Regions from separate parts of the Sus scrofa genome. Here region 1 is linked to region 2. The links are chromatin contacts, called in public HiChIP or PLAC-seq maps. All regions are on one chromosome and are shown on one strand. The core of a region is the stretch at or near the end of the contact, and the rest is flanking DNA. Distances in the headings are between cores, read along the strand shown. Region 1 overlaps LOC100513604 (a long non-coding RNA gene). Region 2 has its middle 120 kb from the start of ZFP36L1.

Region 1 (3,593 bases), core at 1,017-3,516, 140 kb before region 2:
TGGGAACTTGCTAGATAGACTTTGGGTGTGGACCCAGCAATCTGGGTTTGAACCAACTGGGCACTGGGAGTCAGGGACACACAAAAGTTTGAGAACTAATGCTGTCGGATCAGCGTTCACTGTGGCAAAGGGCCGCCTCTAGGAGACGCGGAGGATGGGCAAGGCCACATCTTCAAATGAGGCAAGGGGCAGCCCTTCTCTAAGGAGGGGCGGGCCGACCCCACCCCGGCCCGCCGTGCTGTTCGGCGGACTGGCCACTGGAGGGCAGTGCGACCACGTCCATCGCGCCCCTGCTCGGGCCGCAGGCGGGAGCAGCCCTCGGAGCAGCCGGGGAAGGCGGCTGCGGTGGCTTCAGCCAGGAGAGAAGACATCGAAAGGGATCGCGGCCCAGGCTGCGGCCTCAGCTCACCGGCCTCAGACGTTCTCAAAGGCCAAAGGGGCCCCGCCGGCGTGCACCTGCGGCCCGGGTATCGCCGAGGGGTATCGCCGGGTATCGCCAAGACCCGGCCAGCCGCCTGCAAGGTTCGGAGTTTGGTTCGCTAGGAGCCCGGAGGCCCCGGAGGAGTGCCAGCCGCGCAGGGGAGGAGAGGCTGTCAGGCCGCAGAGGGCAGAGCGCCAGGAGGGCGGCGAGACCTTGACCGCCTCCCCAGAGGCAAAGGGCAGCCTCCCGCGTGACCCCCTCCGAAGTGCAAAACAAGTCGCCATCTTGGCGGCGCCTTAACCCCCTCGTGGCCGCGGGCCCTGCCGGGCTAGGGAGCAGGGTGGGGTTGGAAGCTGCGATGCCAAGGGGCTGGGGATGATTTCCAAGAACTTCAAGAAAACCCTGAAGCCTGGCACCTCCCCGGGAGCTTTTGTAAGGGAATTGGCTTTATTCCAGTCCGCTCCTTTCTTCTTGCCTCATAGGCCAGGAGCAGAAAGCCGCGGGCAGCAGACGTAGCTGCTAGTGGTCATCAGGTGTTTGGGGCAAGCTGAGCGCCTGGATCCCAGACAAGCGTGTATCCAAGTGTCCTATGGTGTTGCTCACAGCATGCAGTGCAGCTTCTTCACAGGCTGCCAGTCTCCAAGCCGGGTCAAGGACAAGCAGGCTGGAGCAGAATCCAAGTAGTCACCCCTTTCAGGCCCTCTCCACGTGAGGACTTTGCCATTCAAGGAGCCAGAGGACTTGCTGGGCCCGCTGCCCCTGTGGTCTTATACCTGATCTGGTTCATACATTGATCTTGGCTCTCTGTGATTGGGTACTTCTCAGCTTCCAGAATATTCTTGCTTCTAAATATCAGCCCTTCAAGGTCCAGCTTAAATATCAGCTCCACCAGGAAGCCTTCCTCCATACTCCCCTCTTTGTTTTCAGCAGCGCCTGTCTTTTCCGTCCCTGCCCACCTGTAGTGCCAGTTGGCCTCTGCTGTGGAACTCTCCTCTTTTCTTCTCTGCACCCTCCCCCCACTGAATTGTGGGCACCTGGAGGGTGGGGACAGTGTGACGGTGGTCTTTGCATCCCCCATGGTGCCTTGCACAAGTGGGTCATTCCAGAAAGGGTGGTTGCAAGAGAATCATGAAATTATTGAATGGGTTTTGGTGTTGTAAACAACTTCCCAAACATTTTGAACCTTGAGCAAAGAAACATGTAATGGTGTTTTCTTAAGCCCTGTCATGGAATCCTTTTGTGTGTTTAATTGCTTTGTTATTTTTAATGGAAACGTCTGGGTGCCATAGGAACAAAAACCATGGGTCCAAGCTCTACCAAGGGGACGAACCACAGGGCTCCACACTGTGTGGCCTTGGGGTCGGAGCCTGTGACATGGGATGGCAGGCAGCAGGCCAGTCCCCAAGGAGCAGCCAGCCAAGGAAGGCCTGTGCCTCTGGCTGGGTTTGAGGTCATGATTTCAGGCTGAGATCTCAGGATGAGGTAGAAAAGAAGGTGCCTGGAGAGTCTTGGAGAAGGCCAAAGCTCAAGGAAGACTCTTTTTTTTCTTTTCCTTTTAAAAGAAAAAGCCAGCGTGCCCCATGAAGGACTCCAGAAAACCCCTTTCATGCCTCACTCACAGATGATTTGCTGAAGGCTCATTAAGGGGAAAACAAAGAGGTGGTTTTGTTTATTTATTTAAGAGGAAAAATAAATGAGCTGTGACAAAACAATTTGAAATCAGGCCCCTCTGAGACCTGGGCTTTCACTTCCTTGATGGGAAGTAAAACAGAGAATCGAATCCCCCTCCAAATAAAAGTGAAGTTAATAATCAGACAGCTCGAGCCCTGGCCACATCCTGTGGCAGCTCCCTCCCTCCCTCGGCTCACTGTTTATAGCTGCAGAGCCGCCCTCGGGAGCCCAAAGTGGCTTAACTCTTTCCTCCCCATCCCTCTGCATCCCAGGGAAGCCCAGCGCTGCTCTGAGGCTGGCAGGCTCCTCACACCCTCTGGTGCAGGCCTGGCCTCTGCAAGCTGGCCTTCCCCAGGCCTGCCCAGGGACAGGGGGCTGGAGAGGGGGTGTGCTGTCCCTACAGGACGGCCAGCCTGCCTCTCAGCCTCTGGCTGAAGAGTTTTAACAAGCCCAGCTTAGATCTGAGTGGTGTCTTCTGCTTGTCCTGCACAAAACCCACAGTGGGCTCAGGAGGGCTGGACTGGGTACCTCCTTCCTGCTCCACCTCTCCAGGGACACCCTAGTGAAACCCACTCCAGACACAGGGCCTCTGCTCCAGGCAGCCTCCACAGCCCGATGGGCTCTGTGAACTGCATTCTGATGGAAAGAAGCCCAGACCTTTGGGGCTTTGGGCTGTGCTGTGAGCAGCGCTCTGCCTGGTTCTAAGCTGCGGTCTACGAACATTTGAACATGTGAAGGCCTTTTCTTCAAATGCTTTCCCACACTGTAACTCACTGCTCTTGGAAGCAGTTGTTACCCTCATTTTACAGAACAGGAAATGGGGGCACAGAGGGTTAAGTACCTGCCCGGTGTCACAGAGCTGGTAAATAGCTGAGCTGGGATTTGAACCCAAGCATTGTGGCTCCAAAGCCACGGCTCCTAGCCCAGCACTCAAGGTCTCCCCACAGAGACTGCTTTCTCCCCTGGAGCTGGGGGTGGGGGGCTTTCTGCAAGCTTGGAATAATCCCACACTTGGATTTCAAAGGTCCCCAAGCCTAAGGACTTTTGAGAACCTTAGAACTTTGTCTTGGGCTCCCCCACCCCGCTTTCTGTTTCTTGCTTGGGATGAAGGCACAGAAAACATGCCCAGGGGTTCAGTGGGTGGTGGAATGAGCAGATGTGCAGCAGGCGAGGACGAGACAAACCTTTCATCTGCTTGGGAGGAGGTTCTAGAGCAAGAACCCAAAGAAAGTAGACCTGGACTCCTCTCCAGTCCCTGCCAGCCCTGTAGCCTGTGGGTCCCTCACCTGAAGTCACACTGGCTTCCGGCTGAAGCTTGTCTTGCAGGAAGCTACTCACAGTTGCCTGTGGGCAAGTGGCAAAAACTTATGAGCTGGCTCAGTGGGCAGTCTGCCTCTCTGGGGTCTCTCCCTCTGCATGCCCTGGCTACTTAGCTTTGTTTTTGGAAGCATGTCTGTTGCCAAGTCCCCTTTGGTGGGTGCCTCTGACCCTGGAGGGTGTA
Region 2 (3,526 bases), core at 340-2,839:
AAAGGCCTGGAAGAGCTGGGAAGGCCTTGCTTTGGGTAAAATTGGGCCTCCCTGCAGCAAGTGGCATGGGGATGGACTTGGCCGTGAAGTTGGAGTTCCCCTGACCCCAAAGTCAAGCAGCCAGATTAGGACTCAGGCAGCTACAGAAGCTCCCAGAAAGGATCTTCTCCCAGCCCTGCCCTGTGGTGCTGAGGCTGGCTTCTCTGAAGACAGGCTCCAGACAGCCCAGAGCAAAAGCAGTGCCTCTGCCCATTCCTCCCTTTTTTTTTTTTTTTTTTTTTTTTTTAATTTTTTGTCTTTTGTCTTTTTTTTTTTTTTTTGCTGCTGTTGTTGTTGTTGCTATTTCTTGGGCTGCTCCCGCGGCATATGGAGGTTCCCAGGCTAGGGGTTGAATCGGAGCTGTAGCCACCGGCCTACGCCAGAGCCACAGCAACGCGGGATCCGAGCCGCGTCTGTAACCTACACCACAGCTCACAGCAACGCCGGATCGTTACCCCACTGAGCAAGGGCAGGGATCGAACCCGCAACCTCATGGTTCCTAGTCGGATTCGTTAACCACTGCGCCACGACGGGAACTCCCCATTCCTCCCTTTTGGCCTCTATTCTCTTTCTTAAGGAGAAGACCTCCTGCTTTTTTTTTTTTTTTTTATCACCTGGGTTCAGACAACCCCTTTCCCCGTGGACAGTTCTGACTAGACCAGAATGTGAGCAGGTGGAAAGCTGCGACTTTCCAAGAGTCTCTCTGTTTGGACTGACCGCTCTGCGCATCCTGATCCTGAGAGCCAAGGGAATGAGGGTGCGGCAGAGAGGCAGCCACTGCACCAGGCTTCAGAACAGCTTCGTTGGCTGTGCCTCAGTTTCCCCACCAGGAGCCTGGCATGGAGGGGTTTTGCAAAGCCAATTCGGGGAAATTCCTGAGACTGGAGGCAGCTCTGGTCCTTTCCAGATCCTCTTCTTCAGACTTCCCCAGAGTCAGATGTCCAGCCACACAAATTCTTCTTGTCCATTCTGTGGCCCAAACAGCCTAGGGCACGTTGGAGGCTGGAGACAATGGTGGTTTCGCTGAGGCCATCAGAAAAAGCGTGCTCGGCCACAGGCTGGGCCCATGCGATGCTCATGAAACTGGAGGGGGCTGCCCAGCTTCCCTGTGGGACAGAGCTCGCTCACTGGGTCCAGCAAAGGCCTCGTTCAATTGGCCTGTCTTCTTTCCTCTCTGCTGGGGGCTGTCCTTCTCCTTCTTTCTCCGACGGCCCTCTTCTTTCTAAGCTCTCAGCACCATGGAACTGCACGGCCTCTGAGACCTGGAGCATCTCAAAGAGCCAGCTTTTTTCCAGCCAGCTCCATCGCTGTGAAGAGTCTGAGGGCTTTTTCTTTTAAAGATAAGTTGGGGAAAGGGTTAGAAGTGCTGAGAAGTCACGTCTGTTTCTTCTTTCTTTTCCTTTCCCCCTCTGGGGCTGAGAGACTAGATTTTTTTCCTTTTTACAGTACATTTTGGCAGGCCCCATTTTTTTTCTGACAGAAAAAAAAAATAACAGGCATATTTTGGGCGATTACTCAACTGGGGTCCTTTGTGACAGGATATGCAGCTGCGTGACTAATGGAGCTGGCTTTCTCCTGGCTTCCTTCCCCTTTCAGAGCTCTTGTTTACTGCCCTATACAAAAAAAAAAAAAAAAAAAAAAAAAAAAAAAGCCATAAGTTACAGATTTTTATAAAAAAAAATGCCTCGTGAGATACTCAAAGGCAATAAATCCTCTGGATATTCCATTTCCAGGGCTGCAAACTCCCCGCCCTCTCCCACTTTTTCTTTTCAAATGTTCAAGCTCTTGACTCACAACATGTGAATCTTCTCCCACCCCACAGGCCCGCTTTCTTGTGAACATATGTCCAGCAGATCATCTATGTGAGTGTGTCTGAGTGTGTGTGTGTGTGTGTGTGTGTGTGTGAGAGAGAGAGAGAGAGAGAGAGAGAGAGAGAGAGTGGGGGGTGGGGGAGGGGTGCACGATGAAAACCATATTTTTGCTGCTTAACTCAGCAATTGCTAAAGGAAGGAATAATGACTTCCAGGGGCCTCGGGACATTTTTTTTTTTTTTTCTTCTTTTCCAAGGCTTTTGTGTTTCCATAATCTATGACAATTTTGTGGTGTAAGCAAAAGTTATTAGGAAACATGGAACTAACTACACGGGGTAGGGTATGTTCTTTGCAGGGACGGATGGTCTCTTTACAGAGGAAATCCAAATTTGGCTGGCTTTGGAATTCAGAATTCTTGGGCTTCCCATAGAACTTTTGGGAGAAACTCTCTAGCTTGCAGTGTTTGACCACTGGAACTGGCCTTTGGTTTTTCTAGAGATCAATCAGTTTGTTATTTGAGGAGGTGTCTGGCCTAGGGATGGGAAAAGCTGACTGACTCGTTAGGATTGATGGAGACAGGTGGGTGCAGATGAGATGCAAAGTTGGTGGCCGAGCGATGGGTGGAGTCTTGTGTGATCTGGAGGAAGTCACTTAATATATGCAAGTCTCAGTGGCTCCTACGTTAAAATTAGGATAGGGAGTTTCCGTCATGGCGCAGCAGAAACAAATCTGACTAGTAGCCATGAGGATGCAGGTTCGATCCCTGGCCTCAGCAGAAACAAATCTGACTAGTAGCCATGAGGATGCAGGTTCGATCCCTGGCCTCGCTCAGTGGGTTAAGGATCTGGCGTTGCCGTGAGCTGTGGTGTAGGTCGCAGACAAAACTCAGATCCCATGTGGCTGTGGCTGTGGTGTAGGTTGGCAGCTGCAACTTCCATTTGATCCCTAGCCTGGGAATTTCCATATGCTGAGGGTGTGGCCCTAAAAAACCAAAGAAAAAAACCAACAACAAAAAAATCAGGGTAGAGTTTCCTCTCCTCCAGGTTGCTGGCAAGGGAAGGGAGGTGGTAGAAGTTCAAGGCACGGGGGAAACTGGACAGAAAGATGCAGGGCTTAGTCCTAATGCTTCTTCCTCTGGGGCCGGCTCAAGCTCTCAACAGAGGAGAGAGCCTTGTTCCCTGGGAACTCTGGTGCCATGTGATGAAGGGGAGAGTGGTTCTTGACACAGTGGCCCAGGACAGAGTATTTCAGGGCTGTGTTCCAGGATGGTGCCATCTTCAGGTTGGCCCACTCCTTAGCTATCTTCCACGCGGGGCTCAGAAGCAGAACTGATCACGTTCCTTTTCTACTTAAGACATGAGCTCATCAAACCTAATCAGCAGGCACCACTCACCCCATCTTGCCCGCTTTGTTTTTTGTACCTGACTCATCCTTTGCCCGGACTCTGCCCATGAAGAGTGAACCCAGACACAGGTCCCTGTAGCCCCTGGCACAGCCTTTTCCCTGAATGTTGTTTGGAGGCTCGTCTCTTCCTTTATCTTCTCTGTTCTTCCTGTTCCTCGCTGTTAGACCTTGCTCACTTGTCATCTCTTAGAAGTTTTCATCTAAAACTTAGCCCCTTGCAGACTCCCCACTGATTAAGAACCCCTCAAATGGATCCTCCAGATCCTCCAGTA

What was found. HiChIP or PLAC-seq counts read pairs in DNA pulled down with a chosen protein or histone mark.
Region 1: a contact with region 2 is called in an H3K27ac HiChIP or PLAC-seq map of alveolar macrophages. The contact joins two enhancer-like sites. A contact is called at or near these places in 2 of 2 datasets of contacts at active chromatin or transcription factors (alveolar macrophages and skeletal muscle).

What each region holds. Positions count from the first base shown.
Region 1 is chr7:92,514,579-92,518,171 of Sscrofa11.1, reverse strand. It overlaps LOC100513604 (a long non-coding RNA gene), which reads left to right. Exons shown (of 2, transcript XR_002345988.1): 1 at 1-522; 2 at 904-1,668. Among named protein-coding and RNA genes, the nearest start is that of ZFP36L1, 21 kb to the right of the region's middle. Within about 2 kb of position 2,266, at least 42 of the 83 cell types and tissues checked have an H3K27ac peak or open chromatin away from gene starts, as enhancers often do. A contact at or near this core is called in alveolar macrophages, where this site is marked.
Region 2 is chr7:92,377,149-92,380,674 of Sscrofa11.1, reverse strand. No RefSeq gene overlaps it. Among named protein-coding and RNA genes, the nearest start is that of ZFP36L1, 120 kb to the left of the region's middle. Within about 2 kb of position 1,589, at least 45 of the 83 cell types and tissues checked have an H3K27ac peak or open chromatin away from gene starts, as enhancers often do. A contact at or near this core is called in alveolar macrophages, where this site is marked.